Linked DNA regions of Mus musculus: regions 2, 3, 4 and 5 are each linked to region 1. The links are chromatin contacts, called in public HiChIP or PLAC-seq and capture Hi-C maps. All regions are on one chromosome and are shown on one strand. Each heading gives the region's core, a stretch centred on a gene start, on an enhancer-like site or on the middle of the called end of the contact. The rest is flanking DNA. Distances are from core to core; before and after follow the strand shown.

Region 1 (2,768 bases), core at 100-2,599:
TTGTTCTCTTTACAGACACTCACCAAACGTAAACATGCGACCGGCTGTAGGAAGTGCTGAGCCTGTGGGAAAGATGAGACCAGGTAGCCCCCAGGCCTCAGAGATAGAATACTCTAATTAGTAACATACCAGGTCAAGGGCCAAAGGTAGGTGTAGCCCAAGCCCTTCCCGTCTCATGTAGCCCAGGCTGGCCTCAAACTTGGCCAAGTAGCCCAGGATGACCTTGACCTTCTGAACTTCCTGCCTCCACTTCCGGAGCCCTGGGAAGTTTATGTAGCACTGGAGAAGCAACCTAGGGCTTCTTGTGAGCTAGGCAGCCCTGCTCCTGGGTCTAGCTCCAAGCTTGTGCTCCTCCTGCCTCAGTCTCCTGCGTGCTCACATCACAGGCAAGCACCACCACGTTCACCTTGCCATGGGTCCTGTTATCAGTGGGTGCTAGGACTCAAGGGGCAGCCAGGAAGGACACACAGGTCAGGGGCATGCGAGCACTGTGCTTTTCGATGTTGGACAGGGTCCCGCAGTCTTTGTCCATCCATCTGTCTGGGAGGGTGTCCTGGGAGGGTGGAAGGGGCCCTACTTCCTGCCCCATCTAGCTTTGAAAATAACAACAGATCAAGATGAAGGCTCAGGGAGAAAAAGTTCATCTCCTTCCTTTTCCTGGACCTGGGGGTCATGTAGATCTGGCCTGACTCCTGGAGTCCTCTAATTTTACCATTCCTACCAAACTCATTCTAGAATCCCCTGGAGGGAAGGTACTGTAAGTCCCCAGCACGGTGGCGACTTAATAAAGAAAGCTGGAGCCCGAGACAGGAAGCTTGCCACAAATTTGAGGCTAGCCTGGGTTTAAAAGTGAGTTTCAGGACAGCCTGGGGCTACAATAGTGAGTTCTGGTTGAGCTTGCCCTACAGAGAGATCTAGCCTTGAGAGAGAGAATGAGAGCGATCACTTTTCTTTTTCCCCAGTGTTGGGAGGAAAAAAAAACAAACAAACTCGGAGTGGGGGGTGGGGGTGCGGTTGTCTACACTCAGTGAGTGTAGGATTCAGGACACAAGGTGGGAGGTGGGAGGCTGAGGGACAGGGCCTGGCTCCAAGCTTGTCCTCCCAAGCTTCTCAGGTCCCCTCTGCCCTCTCTCCCCTCCCTTCCTTTCCCTCTCCCGGGCTTTCTCACTTCCCCTTTCCTCCCTCCCCTCCCCCCAGGCTAGTCTTTCTGGGTGCTGGCTCTTAACCCCATCCGCCTTCCCGGGCTCTCCTTACCCAGCCACAGCTGATCCTGGACTCTCCCAGCAGGACCGGGGAGCCCCGAAATCCCGCTACCGCCAGCAGTTGACTACCTGCAAGAGAAACAAAACTGAAAGTAATCGTACTGTGGTGGTGCAACTTCCGTCCCCGGCCCGGGACAACTACTCTGGGGCGCAAGCCCCGCCTTCCTCACCACTCCACCCTGGAACCCTCCCTCCCCTCTGGCCGGGGCAATAAGGCCAGACCCGACTCCAGCAGGAAGGTCTGGGGGCTACAGGTTAGGGCGACTGGTAGCCCCAGGCTCAAGCTGTCAGCTTGTGTGTGTGTTGCAAACAAGACACTGCCCCAGAATCTATTCTCTGAGCATGTTTATCGGGTCAGGATGTTTATGTGTGGCAAGGAATGACAGATGAGCGATTGGGCCAGTGGGCGAGGCTCCTCGTGGGTCCTTTGCTAACCGTTGAAGCTGTGAGCCCCAGATAAGAACATTTCCAGAGCTTAGCGCAGTCTTTCTGGAGGAGGCTGTCTAGAGATGTGTTTGAGGAGGTCTCGGAGCATTTGGGGGCTTTCCCGGGGCAAGAGCGTTCTGAGAGCAACAGGTGTGCAGGGACAGAGAAATGACATCCGAAATCCTCAGCCTTCGGTGGTGGGCCACAGCTGTAATCCCTGCGCTGGGAGCTGGAGGCAGGAAGACCAGAGGTTCCATGCTAGCTAGCCTCAGATACTTGGCAAGTTTAAGGCCTGTGAAGCTTGAAAGAATCACAGGGGACCGTGTGAACCGTGGAAGACAACAGACGTTGTAGAGGGAGGAATTGACTAACATTGTTGGATGCCACAAACCAGGTAGTCAATCAAAATGAGGACAGGAAGTCATTGGGGTGGTAGCAGACCTAACATGGTTCACCTTGTCGATCTCCCTACCCTTTTATTCTCTCCCCCAAATTTTTGCTTCATGCTGGTGTAAAAGCAACATATTCAGAAAAAAAAATGTACTTTGGGTGTTTTTTTTTTCTTATGTATATATTTAGACAAAGTCTCGTTATTTAGCCCAGGCTAGCTTCAAGATCCTTCTGCCCCAGCCTCTTGAGTGTTGGTATTTCAGGTGTGTACCACCACCTCCATCTTTGGAAATTTTTTTTTTTTTTTTTTTTTTTTTAGCCTAGAAAAAAAAGTACAATTCCAAGGGGAAGGCCTGGAAAAACCAGACAGCACAGAAAGACAAGAGAGATTAAGGTTGCACTGGGGTGGACTCACCCCCATATGGCTCAATGGCTTACAGTGGTAGAAAGCTCGCCTGGTATGCCCGAGGCCCTGGATTACACCCACAGCACCTAATAAACTAGGCATAACCCCAGCACTTGGGAGGCAGAGGCTGGAAGATCTGGAGTTTGAGGTCATCTTCAACATATAGCGAGTTCCAGCCAGCCTGAGACATGTGAGACCTTGTTTCAACAAACAGAAAAGGATGTGGGCTTTGGAACAGGGGACACCAGAGTCCCTCGCTCTCAAGCCTGGTAACACCTCTTGCC
Region 2 (2,768 bases), core at 131-2,630, 480 kb after region 1:
GCATGGAAGTGTATGCCTATAATCCCAGTGTTTGGGCGGTGGAGGCTCTGGATTCTGCACCGCCCATCCAGTCTACAAATGAATGTATATTAGGTTCAATGAGAGAGCCTGTCTCAAAACAACTAAGGGTGAGAAGAGACTGCACATGTGCTCAAGTCCATGCATAAGGACCCACATGCATATACTCACACAATACATATACACAATACCACACACACACACACACACACACACACACACACACACAAAGAATCTGTTCAACTCACTCTCCTGAAGATGTCTGGCTGGGGTCAGTCCTGTCCACACAGGAGGCCCTGGGTTGGGCGTTGGCTCAGAATGTCCCTGAAGCTCCAGGGGGTACGCTGGGGCTCGAAGAACAGAGGTGATGTCTTTTCTTCCAACCACTCGTCCCTCAGTCCCCTCCTCAGACAGCTCAATGCGGAATCTGTCCTGGACGTCATAGTGGCTGGGGACGGGGGCCACGTGCCGTATCACACTGAACCATTGGGAGGAAAGGAAGTGAGAGGCAACCAACCATGTAAATCCAGATCTCCTCCCCAGAAACTTTTCCCAGAGTGACTGCAGTCAGCAGGAGAAAAGACAACAGGTAGCTGTGGTGCCTGGCTGCTTCCCCAACCTCCCCACTCACATGTCAATGCAGGACTGAGGCTTCACATATCCCTCTGCATCGAATACCGTGTATTTGGCAGGTGCTGTGCACAGAACTGTCAGATAAAGATACGCGAAGAGATCTTAGGCAAGTTTTACTTATAGTGCTCCACCGGGGCCCCTCATGTCAGCAACCCCGGAGATGGACATGATTTTTTTTTCAGACCCAAAGCTAGGCATCTTGCCTCTTGATTAATTCCTCCAGCCCACACAGTCTTCCCATATCCTGCTACTAACCCCCAGAGCCCTAGCTCTAAGGCGCCCGTCTCTTCACCTCGGAAGCGAAGCGCAGTTCCCGTGGGGTTGTAGAGGGTCAGCAGCTGCCGGGGTCCACTTCTCTGGTCCGCCCTGAATACTAGATCCGGGGGAAAGACCAGCACCGGGACAACGGGTCCTGAGGAAGGAGGGGAGCCCCGGGACCCCCGCCCAGGGGCCCCCGGACCCACCAGCTCCTGGTCCTGGGGCGCCCCACGGCGCATGCAGGCTCTGGGCGGTCGGACATCCGAGGGCAGAGCTCAGGAGGACAAGAGGGTCTTAGAGTTTAGGGCTAGTGACGCGATGGATGAAAAGAGGACAGGGGGAGATCATGAGCAGAGCGAGGCCTGATGTCACCACTGCCTTGGAACCCCGCTAGATGTGGATCCTGCAGCCCCGGGCCCCGGTTCCCAAACCTCCTCTCCTGCCAGCTGGGCCCCAGGTTCCTATAGGCCCCGCCCCCAAACCGCACCGCAGTGGCCACGCCCACCTGGCTAAAATCCGTCCCGCCTCGTCGCTTCCCAATCCGGGTCTTCCGGTTTGGGGCGCAGTAAACCCGCCCTGTTTCTGACCACGCCTTTTCCGGGTCTTCCCGCTCCGATCTCCTGACGGACTCTGCTCTTTGAGAGTCCCTGACCTCCAGGTCACCGAATTGTGTCCCTGTGCCCTTTCCTTGAGCTCGGCATATGCTCTGCTCGGGATCCCGCCTGTGAACAGCCGCTTGTACTGTGATAATCACCTCGCGGTCAAAGTTTCCTCCGGTCAACTTGTGACCAAATTAAGGGCGCCATCTTCCCGAGAGTTCCTTTATGCACTTCCGCCGTACGGCCTCTCTTATTGGTGGGTGCTGAATCCCTTCCGCCCCAATGTTCGCTGATTGGTGTTCTTCAAAGACCAAACACGCCTCCTTTGGCACCACTGATTGGCTTGATCTTGGTAAGAATTTTATGTGTCCTGAGTTCCTTCTCTGTCTGAGAGTTAAGTGCGAGAGGCGGGACTGTGAGCAACGACCTAGCGTTTGTTTATCTGGGCCTGGGAAACGTATGATTAAGTCAGTAATCAATAAGCAGAACTGGATGAGGCAGGAACTTTTTTTTTTTTTTTTAAATAAGAGGGTTAGTGCTGAAGGGTTCGGACCCAGGTTCGCTTCCAGCATAGACATAGTGACAACTATAACTCCAGTTTCTGGGAATCGAACGCCCTCATTTGACCTCTGACAATACGTGGGTCATATACATGTAAAGAAAACTTTCGATACTAAAGATGTGCCTACAAACCAAAACAGGAACCACCAAGAAAGCAGGAGAACTTTTTCTAAGCCGGCGCTCCGTCAGGACGAACATGTTCAGCTCGAGCGCCAAGATCGTGAAGCCCAATGGCGAGAAGCCCGACGAGTTCGAGTCTGGCATCTCTCGGGCGCTTCTCGAGCTGGAGATGAATTCTGATCTCAAGGCGCAGCTGCGGGAACTCAACATCACCGCAGCCAAGGAAATTGAAGTTGGTGGTGGTCGGAAAGCTATCGTAATTTTTGTACCAGTTCCTCAGCTTAAATCTTTCCAGAAAATCCAAGTCCGGCTAGTGTGAATTGGAGAAAAAGTTCAGTGGGAAGAATGTAGTCCTCATTGCTCAGAGGTGGATTCTGCCCAAGCCAACCCGGAAAAGCCGAACGAAAAATAAGCAAGAAGCGCCCCAGAAGCCGCACCCTGACAGCAGTGCACGATGCCATCCTTGAGGACTTAGTCTTCCCAAGTGAAATTGTGGGTAAGAGGATCCGTGTGAAACTGGATGGCAGCCGGCTCATAAAAGTTCACTTAGACAAAGCACAGCAGAACAACGTGGAACAC
Region 3 (2,768 bases), core at 98-2,597, 450 kb after region 1:
AGCAGCTATCCATGAAAAAAGACGGTTGGAAGGTCCCGGAAAAAAGCAGCAGGGGAGAGTAGCAGTGAGGTGCCCGGTGGTGTCAGAACGGTGATGGTGGCGCTGGCTGGGGTGGGAGGTGTATGTCCAGCTACTCTGGATGTGGAGGCCGTAAGATCACAAGGTCAAGGTCAGCCTGGGCCATTGGTTGAGACCCTTTGCCAAAATAAAAGGCAAATAAATACAAGGGCTGAAAAGATGGCTCAGTAGGCAAAGCACTTGCTGCACAAGGCATGAGGACCCAAGTTCAGATCCGCAGAACCCAACTTGTAAGGAGAACATTTGTCTGTAATCCCAGGCCTCTTCTTACAAAATGGGAGGAGACAGGCGAAGCCCCAGAAGCTCAAGGCTGGCTAGCCTCTCTACAGAGTGACAAACCTGTATGGTTTGGTAAACCCTGCCCTTTGTACTCCGTGTGTACATGTTAGCTCAACCATCACACACAAACACAGGCACAAATACAACACACATGCACAAAACATGTTTAATCTCAAGTAAGGGGCTGGGGGCGTGGCTCAGTGGTAGACCCCCCCTGCCTAGAATCCCCCAGGGAGGAGCTGGGGGCGTGGCTCAGTGGTAGAGCCTCTGCCTAGAATCCCCCAGGGAGGAGCTGGGGGCGTGGCTCAGTGGTAGAGCAGCCTAAAATCTCCCGGAAGGGGGGGGGCGGGGGGAGGATACAGGTGAGAAATGCATGAAGGCAAGTAGAAAGCCGAGGTGTGGTGGTGTAGAGAGGTGTGGGGTGACGCCTGACAGCTGATGTTGCCCTTTTCTCAGGGCACATTCCAGCAGATGTGGATCTCCAAACAGGAATACGAGGAGGGAGGGAAGCAGTGCGTGGAGCGGAAGTGCCCCTGAAGTTGCCCCCCTCCCCCAAATACCCGTCCACCCCATCCACGGAGAAACGCCAGAGGGGCGTTCTACCAGCCAGAAATCCAAAAGCGCTGAACTCTCCCTTTCCCATTACCCTCTTCTCTCTTACCCACATCTTCTTAGACTGTGATGTTCCTGAGTTGAAAGAAGAAAAAAAAAAAAGAACTTTTATGAAAATCAAGTGTTTGACTTCTTTGGGGGAGAATGGGGGCGTGGGGATCTGGTGAGATGCCAGAGAGAGACACACCTACATTCGTGCTACTCTGGGGCACGAATTTCTTAGGTTTTAGTGGGGTCAGGACTCTGGAAGGACCAGGAAGAGTCTGTACTGAGCTGGTTGTTGGTTCAGGGCTGCTCCAGAAAAGGACGTGCGGGGGCGGAGTCCTCTGGGGCGGGGCCTGGGGGCGTGCTCTAGTGGGTGTGGCCTCAGTAGGCTTTGAGTCTCCTGGGAGCATGGTCCAAGAAACCCAGAGACCTGTTGCTGAGCTGAACTTGGCTGCTGTGTCTTCCCACTCAGGACTCGGCTTTGACAGGCACGAGGCAGGGACTGGGGTACTGGTGAGCCCCTACCTCTCAGATCTTTCTGGACCTGGGTAGGACCCGCAGTTTCCCAGGGGAAACCTGGACCAGAAGTAAGGGTGAGGTGGACCCTGAACTTTCCCATTCACAGCTGCAGGTCCTGGTGTCTTCGTCGCGGCTTGGATTTCAAACTGGAGGGTAAACTGCGGTTATGGCCCTTCATCAAAATTTTAGAGTCGTAGACCCCGAAGGAGAAACACTTAAGTCCTTTAGTGATCCAAGGGGTGCTGGGGAGGACTGTGGCTTGGCCAAGACCTTTTCTGCCCCCCTAACGGTGAGGTGGAAACCCATAGTTTCCTGACTCCAAGACCCACTCGTCGGTTTCTTTTGACCTCTTTACCTCATTCCTAACACTTCCTCCCCAGCAACCAAGCAGATTCCAGACAGACAGACAGACAGACAGCTTTGTGGTCAGATTAAACCACCAAGTCACCCCACTGAGATACCGCTGTTTGGAATCTGAGACAGGGGTTGGGGCAGGAAGACCGGCTAACGGGTTATTTGGAAGGCTGTGTGCTGGGAAAACCTAGCAACCAGACCCAAGAGGTGGGAAGGGGCAGACGTTTTCATGGTGAAACTTCCAAGGGGGCTGGGGACTTTCCCCAAGGACACCCTGAGAGAGTGAAATCAGGGAAAAGGAGGGATTTACCTATATCTCCCCTCCCCCCTCACGTTAAGCCCCCCCATCCCCCAACCTGTGACGGGAACCAAGTTGGCCAAAGTCTGCTCTGAGGTTTAAAAAAAAAAAAATTGATTGTTTTGCAGTCTGCCCGCAACAGTGGGGTTTGTGGAAAGATTGGTGAGAGAAGGCACTGCCCCTTGCGGTCTAGCATGAACCAGGGGGAATGTCTAGAAGGCTGGACTGAGGCCAGACTGTGCCCCCACCCTTATGGGGAATGAGAAACGGCCTAGGTTCAGGCTGCCTGTCAGGGCTGATAAGGGGCCCTCTAGGGCTCCCACAAACGGTTTATCGGGGTTTTGTGTGTGTGTGTGTGGACTACTTGCAGAGTTCAGGAGGGGGCACAAGCATGGAGCAACGTTGGGGTCTACTTCGGAGAGTGGTAAGACCACGGGGGTGCGGAGTTGTGGTTACACACATTAGGTCTTCCTTCGTGTCCCTTAGGCAACTCCCTAATGCATAAGGTTGGCCCCACTGGTCCTCCTTGGGTCCCTCCTCTCCAGCCTCCAGAGCTCCCTTCCTCCTGGCCGGAGTCAGTGACACCATTCTTGCCTAACCCTCAGCCAACTCTTAGGCCCCCTCCCGTAATCTCATGCCTACC
Region 4 (2,768 bases), core at 123-2,622, 320 kb before region 1:
TCTGAGGTTGACCCCAGGGACCCATATGATGGAAGGAAAACAAAAAAACAACAGTTCTCAGAAGTTGTCCTCTGACTGTCACGTGTGTGCCGTGACACCTGCCTACCCACCCCTACCCCATCCTACCTCAACACAAACTAAATAAAACTTAAATAGAAAGAAAGGGAGGGACCTTTGTCCCTAGTCCTAAGAGACAGTGGTGAACTTTGGTAAAGACGGTGGCTTACACAGGGCCCTGAACCTACAGGGACCCAGGAATTTGTCATCTGGAGGAGGCAGGAGAGTGAAGGTCTGTTTAGCCCAAAGCCACCTGCCACTCTTCAGCTCTCTGGCAGCACAAAGGGCCAGCTCAGGCCTCCTATGTGATCCACGTCTTGGAACCCACCCTCCTCTCATGCCCAAATAATGACCTGACTGGAGACTGGCCTCTGTAGTTGGTGTAAAACAATGATCTCTCCAGGGGCAGGGATGGCCACTACCCACTCATGGCCTTTACCAAGGCCACTGCTCTCTTCTCCAACCTCTGCCCATGTGGTTTCCCACAGCAAGAGGCCTAGAGTCAATGTCATGGTCTTCAGGCATCTCTGCTGTCCCCATTGTGGTCCTGACCAGTGGGGTGTGCTAGGGGCTGCCTAGAAGTGCAGGCCCAGTTCTGTGAGGAAGTCCCCTAACTGATGAAAGACACAGAGAAAAAAAAGGTCAAGAGAAGGTTTTGTGATGGAAGAGAGTGTTGTACATCTGGCCCAAGGTCCCGTCTTTTTATGGTGGTGCGTACAGAGACAAGGTTGCAGAGGAACAGGCAGGCTGGACCTGTGAAGCCAACAAGGTGCTGAACAGCTCTCTGGGAGGAGGGAGGAGGGAGGAGGGAGGAGGGAGCAGGGAGGAGGGAGCAGGGAGCAGGGAGCAGGGAGGAGGGAGCAGGGAGCAGGGAGCAGGGAGCAGGGAGCAGGGAGCAGGGAGCAGGGAGCAGGGGGAAGGAGAAAAGGACTGGAGGAAGATGTGAGGTGCAGAAGGAGGGGAAGAAGGAAAGATGAATGGAGAGAGAAAGTGGGAGGAGGGAGGGAGGGAAGAGACAGAGAAAGAGGGAAGGAAGGAATGAAAGGGGAGGCAGAAGGGAAGAGAGGATGCAATGAAGGATGAGAAAGAAATGGCAGGAGTGGGAAGAGGGGGAAGAGGGAGAAGACAGAGGTGGGAAGAGGGAGAGAACAGAGGAGTGGGAGGAAGGGGAGGAAGTAGAAGTGGGGGAGGAGGGGGAGGAGAGAGAGAAGTGAGAGGAGAGGCAGGAAGAGGGGGAGGAGAGGGAGGAGGGGGAGGCCTAGGCTACCGGTCAAAAAGGCAGAGCAAACAGATGGGCCTCTCAGTTCCCCTGGGCAGACTTCATACAGGCCAGACCCTCCCTACCTCCTCAGGGGATGAGCCGCAGGGCAGGCTGAGTGGATCAGCTCAGAGAGAGTGAGTGCCCATCTCTAGAGTTGCCCAAGAAGAGGTTAGACAGCCATCTAGGGGCATGCTTGAAAGGGGGGCTGCTCCCCCAAGATCTCAGAATCTGAGCCCCCATCCCCCAGAAGGCAAGCTACCCAGCTGTGAGAAAAGTGACCAACACAGTATATAACAAAGAGATAAAGCCTCATTAGGTAACCCAGGCTGGCCTTGAACTCCAGATCCCCCTGCCTCAGCCCCCCCACCCCCACCCCGGGCTGGGATTGCAATTATGCTCTACCCACCTGGCTTAACTGTGCTTTAGTGCTGGGAGTAAGCTAACAGGAAGGACGGCATCCTGGGTAGCTTTGAGTAGGCTTGGTGAGGGAATATGGATCTCGGTTTCCACACTAACTGCAGGTCCTACTTCCCTCAGGAATCATGGTGTCCCACAGGAAGTTTCCTTTGTAGCTCCCTCTGGCAGACAGCAAAAGGAATGTAGAAACGAGCTCGTGCACAGCAAGTTCAAAGTTAGCGACTGTCTTAGTTACTTTTCTTGCAGCTCTGACCAAAGCAATAAAAGATGGAGGGGTAGAATTTGGCTGAGTCTGTGTCCTGTCCCTCACGATGGGGAAGACCTGGCAGCAGGAGAGTGAGGCAACTAACTGGTCATGTGACACCCACAGTCAGGAAGCAGAGAGAGGCAGAGGCTGGGGGACAGCTTGCTTTCTTCTCTTTATTCTACCAGGGACCCCAGCCTAGGGAATGGTGCCGCCATATTTAGGGTGTGTCTACCCAATCTAGAAATTTCCTCACAGACCTGCCAGAAGGGACTCTGATCCTGTCAAGCTGACAATCAGTATTGACCACCACAGTCTGGCCTGGACCTGCTGTCCTGCCTGGACAGACCCTGGGGGTGGCCACAAAGGCACTCTATTTCCAGTGTGATTTCTGTGACTCTCCCGTCATTGACAGATAACCGCCCCCCCAAGTTTCTGAGCCTCAGGTTCCCTAGCTGCAAAGCAAGCTGCTCCTCTCAAACAAGGCAGGAGGTGATAACTGGCACCGGGGTTGTCCTCTGACCTCTACAAGTGTGCCGAGGCATGCACACACACACACACACACACACACACACACACACACAAGCACACATGTCCCAAGTTTGTCCCCACTCAGTCCAGGGCTCTGATTCTAGGAGGTTCTGCTAGTACTTTGCTCAGCTCTAAAGAGGCTCTCTCTTCCTTTCCCCCTCCCCTCCCCCTGTCCCCCCTCTCTGTCTCACTCTCCTGTGCAGTGTTTGTGCCTGTGTGTGAGTATCCATATGAGAGTATAGTACCCCTTAAGGCCAG
Region 5 (2,768 bases), core at 132-2,631, 310 kb after region 1:
GTAGAGGCTGTGGTCCGGGCACTGCAGAGCTATAGGGGAAAGAGAGAGTGGGGTAAGTGGAGAGGCCCAGAGGGGGCTTAAAGAAGCACACGCTATAGAAACAGGAGAAGCTAGAATGTTCAAGAAAACTTGAAGGTAGGTTTTTGGGTCCCCCCCCCAAAATATTTACTGACCACAGGCTGTGTGCCAATCCCCTAGGAAAGGAAGTAATGAGAATGGGTCTTCTGAGTTATTATGGGGTGGTAACCATGAGGAAACCAAGTCTAAGAAAGTACCCAGCCCAAAAATTGGTCCCCCGAATCTCTCCTCACTGTGTTACCTCCTACCCCTGACCTCTCAGGCCCAGGGGACTAAGCTCCCTCTGGCCGTGCCCCTAATTTTTCCAGTCATGAACAGCCCCCCACCGTTCCTGTGGTCCTCTTACTGATTTCAGTGCAGTTACTGGTGTCATCCTTGATGTCCTTGCAGTAGGTCCCTGAGGGACACTGGAAGTCCCTGCAGTGGATGGTCCCTGTCACACAGGCACAGGTTTGTGTGCAGCCTTTGTTGATCCAGATCTTGTCTGCCTACAAAAGCCACGGGAGTTAAAAAATGGAACAGGAGCAGGAAGTCTGGTTAGAGGGCCACAGCCTCATCTCTCTGAAGTGCTGACCTTTGCCCTTCATATCTGCACGTTTCACATCTAGTCAGTCAACCAATTATTGATGGAAAATTGGAGGTGGTGGGGGTGAGACCTGTGTGATTGGTAGAGCACCTGCCTAGAAGCTCCCATCAAAACCCTTACAGAGCAACTCCGTGGTATCCATCTTCCCTTGGTGGTTTGGGGGCACAGGGCAGTTCACATAGCTTCTGACGACAGATGATTTGCCTGTGGAGGCTCAGCTACAGAGCACTCAGCTAGTATGTTCCAGAACCTGATCAACCCTCACACTCCAGAGGCAGTCATGAAGCCATGCATACAGACAGGCGCATCCCATGTGCACAAGGCAGAAGGGAAGAAAGTTGCCCTCATGGCACTTTTCAAAATGATCTTTGTGTGCGAGTAGGTGCATTTATGTGTGTGAAACTACAGCACATGTATGTGTAGAAGTCAGAGGATGGTCCAAACCCTCAATTGCATATTGACACAGTGCTCTCTCTCTCTCTCTCCCTCTCCCCCTCCCTCCCTCTCTCCCTCTCCCCTTCTCCTCCCCCCTCCCACCCTTTTGGCTGTTGGCCTTCTCCACTGAGCACACAGCACAAGCTAGCCCTCAAGTTTCTAGGGATTCTCCTGTTTCTGCCTCCCATCTCCCAGTAGGAGCGCTGGATTACAGGCACAGGCCACCCAGCCAGTTCACATGCATTGCAAAAATTCAAACGTAGGTCCTCATTCTTTTGGTGCATATACCTCACCCACTGAGTCATCACCCCAGCACCCCCCCATTCCCCATCCCACTCTCCACACCCACTCACAGGGATGAGGACACCCTGGGCATCTTTGCAGCCACACTCAATTCTGGGCACACACTTGTTGTTAAGCACCACATAGTCAGGTTCACAGACACAGCCCTCCTGGCAGGCGGAGGGGGCTTTGGTGGTGGAGCCCCCACAGTGGCCTTCTGGGTCCGAGCAGGAAGGCTGACAGGGTGGAAGGCAGTTGGTGAAGCTGCTGTGGGCGGGGCACTGCAGAGCTGTGGGTTAGAGGGAAAGCTGGGTTAGTGGAAAAGATTAGAGGGGCTCAGGAAACAGTAGCTATGGAAACCAGGTGTGGCTGAAGGCCAACAGAGCTTTTGAGTTTTTTTTTTTTCTCCCTTGTATTATTCATTCAGTAAACATTTACTGAGCATGCGATGCATGCTAAGCTCCAAGGAATGAAGTAATAAAATGGGTCTCCCTGTTCGTCATGGGATACTAACCGTGGAGAAACAAATGCTGAGAAAGGACCCAGTGAGTTATGGGTCAGAATCTCTCCCCTCTATCACTGACCTCCAAGGCCTGGGGAGCTAACCTTCTCATCCTGCCTCCGAGCCCTTTAGTCACGAGCATTCCCGCTCCGTCTTCCCCCAGGTGGCTCCCTTACTGATATTGGCACAGTTGCTGGTGCCATCCTCAATGTCCTGGCAGTAAGTCCCCGAGGGACACTGGAAATTCTGGCATCGAATGACCCCTTCCATGCAGTCACAGCTCTGGGAACAGCCTCTGGAAGTCCAGCTCTTGCCTGCCTGAAGAAGCCACGGGGAAAACAAAGAAAATGAGGAAGAACAGGCTGGTTCAATTGATACAGACACGCCCACGGTCTGAAGGGCTTCGATCTGCCCTCCCTATTTGTAGATTCAGCATCTAGTGTGTCAATCACCCGCAGCGGGGGGAACAAGAAACCTCTACATCTTATCAGGATGTGGTGGCACGATGCCTTCAGTCCAGGCACTCAGGAAGCAGAAGCAGGCGGATCTCTGTAAGTTCTAGGTCAGCCAGAGCTACACAGTGGGATCCTTTCTCAAAAGAACTAAAGCAAGCAAACGACTACATGCTGCACCAGAGGCTGTGGGTAGAGTGCTTGCCTGGAATCCTCCTGTGGGAGTGCCTCCCTAGTGAAGGGAATGACTGGCTGTTAAAGCTGAGGCCTAGAATCTTCCAATGGAAGCCTGGTATGTAACTCAGCCATAGAACACCAGAGTAGGACCCAACTGATAGGCAGAGTGGGAGGTGAGGGTAGGGCAGGTACTAGAGTAAAAGACCTGTCTAGAATCCCCCAGTAAAGGGCATGGGGTGCAGCTCACAGACAGCCT

The links. HiChIP or PLAC-seq counts read pairs in DNA pulled down with a chosen protein or histone mark. Capture Hi-C pulls out chosen DNA fragments and counts their contacts.
Region 2: a contact with region 1 is called in an H3K4me3 HiChIP or PLAC-seq map of bone marrow-derived macrophages, with 6 times the contacts expected there. The contact joins the promoter of Mospd3 here to the promoter of Trim56 in region 1. A contact is called at or near these places in 5 of 39 promoter capture datasets (cranial neural crest, hippocampal neurons, liver and 2 more), 2 of 484 Hi-C or Micro-C datasets (adipose-derived mesenchymal stem cells and regulatory T cells), 7 of 115 datasets of contacts at active chromatin or transcription factors (bone marrow-derived macrophages, double positive thymocytes, embryonic stem cells and 4 more) and 1 of 9 other capture datasets (liver).
Region 3: a contact with region 1 is called in a capture Hi-C map of embryonic stem cells, with 4 times the contacts expected there. The contact joins the promoter of Tfr2 here to the promoter of Trim56 in region 1. A contact is called at or near these places in 6 of 39 promoter capture datasets (the C10 cell line, cranial neural crest, embryonic stem cells and 3 more), 2 of 484 Hi-C or Micro-C datasets (the G1E-ER4 cell line and the P5424 cell line), 3 of 115 datasets of contacts at active chromatin or transcription factors (bone marrow-derived macrophages, large pre-B cells and neural tube) and 2 of 9 other capture datasets (embryonic stem cells and pancreatic islet).
Region 4: a contact with region 1 is called in an H3K27ac HiChIP or PLAC-seq map of large pre-B cells, with 2.6 times the contacts expected there. The contact joins the enhancer-like site here to the promoter of Trim56 in region 1. A contact is called at or near these places in 2 of 39 promoter capture datasets (embryonic stem cells and stem cell-derived epiblast-like cells), 1 of 15 datasets of contacts at CTCF or cohesin (embryonic stem cells), 22 of 484 Hi-C or Micro-C datasets (B cells, the G1E-ER4 cell line, cerebellum and 8 more), 5 of 115 datasets of contacts at active chromatin or transcription factors (astrocytes, embryonic basal ganglia, embryonic stem cells and 1 more) and 1 of 9 other capture datasets (embryonic stem cells).
Region 5: an HNF4G HiChIP or PLAC-seq map of pancreatic cancer cells shows a contact between it and region 1. The contact joins the enhancer-like site here to the promoter of Trim56 in region 1. A contact is called at or near these places in 5 of 115 datasets of contacts at active chromatin or transcription factors (acute myeloid leukemia, bone marrow-derived macrophages, embryonic stem cells and 2 more) and 1 of 9 other capture datasets (embryonic stem cells).

Annotation. Positions count from the first base shown.
Region 1 is chr5:137,114,858-137,117,625 of GRCm38.p6, forward strand. Trim56 (tripartite motif-containing 56) reads right to left here and starts at 1,350. Exons shown (of 3, transcript NM_201373.4): 1 at 1,255-1,350; 2 at 1-96.
Region 2 is chr5:137,599,328-137,602,095 of GRCm38.p6, forward strand. It overlaps Mospd3 (motile sperm domain containing 3), which reads right to left and starts at 1,381. Exons shown (of 5, transcript NM_001254762.1): 1 at 944-1,381; 2 at 650-725; 3 at 267-496. The coding sequence starts at 1,148. It also overlaps the pseudogene Gm7285.
Region 3 is chr5:137,568,493-137,571,260 of GRCm38.p6, forward strand. Tfr2 (transferrin receptor 2) reads left to right here and starts at 1,348. Exons shown (of 20, transcript NM_015799.4): 1 at 1,348-1,442; 2 at 1,580-1,626; 3 at 2,496-2,549. The coding sequence starts at 2,517. It overlaps Actl6b (actin-like 6B), which reads left to right. Exons shown (of 14, transcript NM_031404.5): 14 at 814-1,088. The coding sequence ends at 894.
Region 4 is chr5:136,795,764-136,798,531 of GRCm38.p6, forward strand. The region is part of intron 3 of Col26a1 (collagen, type XXVI, alpha 1); the gene reads right to left. Among named protein-coding and RNA genes, the nearest start is that of Gm30654, 30 kb to the right of the region's middle. Within about 2 kb of position 1,373, at least 16 of the 459 cell types and tissues checked have an H3K27ac peak or open chromatin away from gene starts, as enhancers often do. A contact at or near this core is called in B cells, where this site is marked.
Region 5 is chr5:137,424,105-137,426,872 of GRCm38.p6, forward strand. It overlaps Zan (zonadhesin), which reads right to left. Exons shown (of 88, transcript NM_011741.2): 39 at 2,060-2,201; 40 at 1,453-1,670; 41 at 425-566; 42 at 1-29. Among named protein-coding and RNA genes, the nearest start is that of Zan, 52 kb to the right of the region's middle. Within about 2 kb of position 1,382, at least 42 of the 459 cell types and tissues checked have an H3K27ac peak or open chromatin away from gene starts, as enhancers often do. A contact at or near this core is called in pancreatic cancer cells, where this site is marked.